Linked DNA regions of Zea mays: region 1 is linked to region 2. A link is a contact called in public Hi-C data. All regions are on one chromosome and are shown on one strand. The core of a region is the stretch at or near the end of the contact, and the rest is flanking DNA. Distances in the headings are between cores, read along the strand shown. Region 1 holds the start of LOC100282709 (receptor-type tyrosine-protein phosphatase S). Region 2 holds the start of LOC100274791 (Transmembrane 9 superfamily member 1).

The links. A called contact is a pair of places that touch in the nucleus more often than the background predicts.
Region 1: a contact with region 2 is called in a Hi-C map of leaf, with 2.9 times the contacts expected there. The contact joins the promoter of LOC100282709 here to the promoter of LOC100274791 in region 2. A contact is called at or near these places in 3 of 25 Hi-C or Micro-C datasets (ear, leaf and tassel).

The regions. Positions count from the first base shown.
Region 1 is chr3:142,050,978-142,053,871 of Zm-B73-REFERENCE-NAM-5.0, reverse strand. It overlaps LOC100282709 (receptor-type tyrosine-protein phosphatase S), which reads right to left and starts at 1,562. Exons shown (of 8, transcript NM_001155616.2): 1 at 1,087-1,562; 2 at 257-338; 3 at 63-139. The coding sequence starts at 1,365.
Region 2 is chr3:141,533,110-141,535,809 of Zm-B73-REFERENCE-NAM-5.0, reverse strand. LOC100274791 (Transmembrane 9 superfamily member 1) reads right to left here and starts at 1,320. Exons shown (of 12, transcript NM_001320176.1): 1 at 1,096-1,320. The coding sequence starts at 1,203.

The DNA.
Region 1 (2,894 bases), core at 313-2,812, 520 kb before region 2:
CAACAGGATTCAGGAACACACTACAACCTGTGATGCATAAATAAATGATACACAAGTTTTACCTTTATAAAGCTTGCATTGATGTAATCGTTGTTTGGAGGCCGTGCTGAGGATTTTAGCTGTACTCTGGTATCGTCAACTAAACACAAGAAAGGAATCAAATTCAACTTTTGTAATGCTTTAAGTTATAGGGAATCTTGCTCGCTGCAAACGAATAATAGCCACAGTGGTAACAAATGTAGGTGGAGAACCTCACATGGTAAGACATCAATATATCGGTTCTTCTCTCTATTAACAGGATAATGAGCTACACTGATCGTTTTCATATGTCTAATATCCTGCAAAAGTGGCCATGAAACATTAAATACTTAGAATGCATAGATTTCATCATGACTAGAAGCATTCAGCAGCCTAAAGCATATTATATAATAAATACAGCATCATGTCTGCTTCAAAAGAATAAAAATATTAATATATTATAAATTGTTGTGTTATGCAAGACGGCTTCTGAAAGTTTTGAAGGATGGAAGTTGTATTGTTTTTTCAATACAACTTCTATAGATTTTCATGCATTTGTATAAGACGCCAAAACTGGGCTCTTAAGTGAACAGACTGAAGAACAGCTGATCAACAGATCATGGAGATGTTGGTTGGATATGGCAGATTGGCCATATTACAGAATGACAGAACGCCCCTTCCGAGTTTATCTCCAAGAAGGTTAATGATATGAATAAATATATCTGACCTAGATGACTGTCCATGTAAGGCATAAAATACACCTTACATTTATGAATACCCTAGTGTAAAGAAACTTTGGCAGCCTTTTCTTCTAGACAGATAGAAATCAAACTCGAGCCAGATGGTAGTGACATTTTACTATTTTTTAAAACAAAAAAATATGATTAAAACCTTGTATTGCAGATGACTTTAGCGACGACATTTAACTTATTGAGTACCCATACACGGCATCCTCTACCAACACACTCCGAGCAGATCCCCGATGCTTCACATTAAATCGATCCAATAGCAACAGCCGTGCTTTGCTTCGAAGCAAAACGAGCAGAATCGAACAAGAGTCATCCGTACCGATACCGAGAGGCTTCTGAACTCGTCGGACAAGTCATCCCGGCGCTTCCCCTTGTACTCGAAATGCGCGAGCGCGTCGACGCAAAGCCCGATCTGCTCGGGCGTCAGCTCAGGCCGTGATGGCGGGTCGGTATCGACATCGAAGGGGTCGAAGGAGGCCCCAGGGGCAGGAGCCCGGCTGGAGGAGGCCCCAGGGGCGGGAGCCCGGGAGGAGGAGGACCCCGGCTCCGAGGGCCGCGACGATCGGCGAGGGAGGGCAGCGGCGGCCCTCATCAACATGCCACGGAGGCCGCCGCCTCCTGCAGGACGTCCGGCGGCACGGGAAGCCAGAGCGCTACCCGAGGATGCTCCGGAGGCGGGGTCGCGGCAGCGGTGGTAGAGGGGAGCCGAGGGCTCGCGAAGGTTCGCCGGAGAAGACGCCGTGGACCGTGTGGAGTCGTTTTTGCTATTACGGTTTTTTTAGGCGTGGGTGACCGGTCCATGAAACTTTTAAAGTGTGTCTATTTAAATTTTAATCGCTATTTAGGTATGTTAGCTTATAGAGTTCCGGCTGACACTTTGGACGAATACATTCGTATTGGTGAGAGTACCGCTCTGGAAGCTTTGTGAAAGTTTATAGTAGCTGTTATTGAGGTATTCGGACCAAAGTACATGAGATTGCCTAACAAACAGGATACAACTAGGTTGCTTGCAATTGGAGCAAGTAGAGGATTTCCAGGTACGCTCCGATCCATAGATTGTATGCATTGGAGCTAGAAAAATTGTCCTACCGTATGGCACGGATGTACAGGGGACATAAAAAGAAGCCCACAATTATACTCGAAGCAGTTGCATCTAAAGATCTATGGATATGGCATGCATTCTTTGGCATGCTTGGTTCACACAATGATATTAATGTGCTTCATAGGTCTCCTATATTTGCAAGGCTTGCTGAGGGAGAAGGTCCACAAGTTAAGTACAACATCATGGGCATGATTATTCAATGAGATATTATCTAGCAGATGACATATATCCATCGTGGGCAACTTTTGTTAAGACCATTCCAGAGCCACAAGGTAATAAGAAAAAATATTTTGCAAAGGCACAAGAAGCCTGTCGAAAGGATGTTGAAAGGGCATTTGGGGTTCTACAATCTCGCTTTGCTATAGTTCGTGGGTTGGCTCGTTTGTGGGATGAAGACACACTCCATGATATTATGATGGCTTGCATCATACCGCATAATATGATTGTTGAAGACGAACGGGATGAGTACGAAGGAGAACAAGTTTACAACTTCGACGATATGGGATAATATCTTTGCAACTACGACGACATGGGACAAAGGGTGACAGTGTCACACAATTCTTCACCTGAACTTGATGCATTCATTCAAAAATACAAAAAATATCAAGAACAAGGAAACCCACTATCAGCTTAAGGCAGACCTGATCGAGCACTTGTGGCAAAACCATTCTGAGTTATATAAAATTGATTAATGTGCTCTTTATTTATTTTTATCTACTTTATGTAATAAGAACAAAGTTGTGCAGTAAACATGGTTACTGTTTATTTCCACTTCAATTGCCTGCAATCATGTGTGGAGTTACGTGTTCATAAAAGGTGAGGATAATCTATGAATCAAATATTTATGTTTTCAAGAAATATCCAAACGAGATCTTGTAATTTTTTTTCTGTTGTTGTGTACCATGCAGTTCCTTTTTTCAGTCCACTACACGAAACTTGAAAAAATTCAATCCCTTTTTGAGTACCATGTGATGTCCCCTGTCAAGCAAAAGGGAAAGGAAATTCTGGGAACAGAAAAATCTAGC
Region 2 (2,700 bases), core at 71-2,570:
TGGCAGGATAGCAAAGTAACTAAGATAAAATGTAGTGGTCCTCAGTCCTGAGTTCCTGACATTAGTAAGCTATCAGTGACAATGCAACATCATTAACTGTTACATCAGTGCTGTATTATGCTCAGTCAGCAAGATGTAGTTTGGTTGTACAGGTGCCTAACTAGGGTAAAGCTTTTCCCACCTATCCTATATAACATGATGCCCTAATAATTAGCAACATTTGCAGCGAGACATAAAAAGGTTAAGGATGTTGGAACCAGTGTGATATCGAGCATAATTTTATGCAAATTGAGTTAAAACAGCTAGAAGAAAGTTTTTATGCTTGCAATAAAAAATTCCAAGACACATCAATATTAAGATCGATTCAACAAAGGTAAAGGTGAGGGGTGCACATATTAGCCTGTGGGGCATTCTTGTTGCACAAATATAAAATCCGAATGGGCATTGAAGCAATTCTGATCAAACAGATCTACAGATTCAGGACAGCACACAACATGTAGGGTGCATTATTATTGACAGAGAGCATAACACAAAACAGAACTACAATATGCAATCGAAGGTAGGCGAATTGCATGAGCAAGTTATACATTTTTCCTTCACGAAATAGACACACACACACAATACAGAGTCAATACAAGTGTCCTAAACCCCGAAGGTACAAGATTTTTTCCTTAGCAACACTAATATCAATATTCCCATGCATCACAATCCGGAGCATGAGGAAACACCGCAGCCATCTATACTCAAAATTCAAAACACAATGAGCTATTAAGCTTTCCTCCAAAAGTGCCAGCATCCCTATTTACCAGCACTGCCACATTAATCAATACTGATCTAAGCCGTAACCCTCCTTTAAACGCGTCCTCGACTGTCGAACACCAAGAACTCTCTCGTCGCATCCGCCCCAAGTCCCCAACCGAACTTCACATTAGAACAACCCCGAGAGAGGGGCCGGCGCCACCAACCCAGCAACGCGAGATCCGACCGACGAGGCGGTCCAGATCCAGCGCGGTTCGAGAGATTAACCGGGATGGGTGCGAGCTGTGACTTGGATCCGTGGCAGGGAGAGGCCGCGTGGGAGTCGTGGGCACGCACCTTGTGGTCGGACTCGGAAGCGGAGGCGAGCGCGAGCAGGGCAGCGAGGGCAAGGGCGATGCCGAGCATGAGGTAGCGGCCGCGGCCGCCGACGGTGGAGGGGAGCATGCCGCCGCCGACGGCGAGATCTGGAGAGCAGGAGGACACAAGAGTGTCGCGGTCGCGAGCCTTGGGGTTCGGCGCTCGGGTTGGTCCGAGACGGCGTGGGTCACGAGCCCAGCAGCTGCCTGGAAGGTAAAATCCCGTATCGACCGGTGCGGTGTGTATCCATTTTCCCTGGTCGTTTATCGTATTTTCAGTAAGAAATCGGAGACAGAAAAAATACGATAATAAAAATCTAAAATCTCTTGCCGAAACAGAAAAATCTAAAATCTCTTGCCAAACAGAGAAGGTGATTTTCTGACCGTATCTTCTGTTTCTATGTTTTCGAAAAAATATTGTCGGATACTCGGAGCTTCCGATTGGCCATTTGTCAAAAAGTCGAGGGCTCGAGGCCTCTAGCCTCCCGAGTCCTTTCTGCAAAATGTTAAAAAAAAATTACCCCTAAAAACTGATTATTAGAAGTAGGCTAAAAAATTTTAAGATTTATTGGGTATCATAATTAGTGGTATTCAGATTATGCTATTAAACATGTTTAACATCTAAGTACCGAAAAATCGGAAAACACGTTCCCGTGGTTTAGCAGGGTTGAATCACGATTTCCCCAATACCCCGCTCAACAGTTGCTCAAAATTACGTCTCGTTCGAGCCCATCCTCGGGACAAGGCAGCGCCCGGGATAAATCCTTGTCTCGTCCGAGGATACCTCTTTCACGGAACGACCATTTCTGCCTCGCCAGAACTCGTCTCGGACACGAGGACAACCCTGAGTCCAGCCTCAGTCAAAGGTCGCAGGAACCGTGGAGACGTGTGCATTAAATGCGACGATTCGGATATCTACCCCATATGACACCGCGGTCAAACAGGGGACGATGGGACCATGGTCCCATCTACTTTCGCCAACTATGATGACGCACGCCCACGAACAACGGAAACTGCTCCCCCACACCGGCTACTGTTCTCGAACAACTCCGGATGGGACATGCACGAGTCTGGCACAGCCTCACCCTCGGAACAGAACTCTACCGCGCCCGAAGACGGTTTCAGCCTCGGGAGAAGACTCTGTCTCGCCCGAGATCGGCCTCGGCCAACTGCCATGGCAACAATTCCCCGCGAATCTCGCAGGAGGCCACTCCGGCGACTGTTCTAACCACTCCCTGTGCGACTGCATGCCCCGGCGCAGGTCCGACTGTCACACCCGGGTTTTAGGGGCACCAAACCCGGGCGCAAACTTCACCAAGTGTGCTAGGATCAAGTCTCGCACATATGATGACTCATGGTACAGAAACGAATGTCACATCTTTACTATACAATCGGAGTTCTGTACAAAATAGCTAAATAATTACATCATACGTAGACAACGATCCAACAATCATAGTTGACTCGGAGACGACGGCCTAGACCACTCATGAGCTCATCACAGCATCCTTCACGCGCCTCATCCTGTGGTACCTGTCCTTGACTTGGGGGATGTGAGTACAACAAGGGTGAGCTCACATACGTTCAT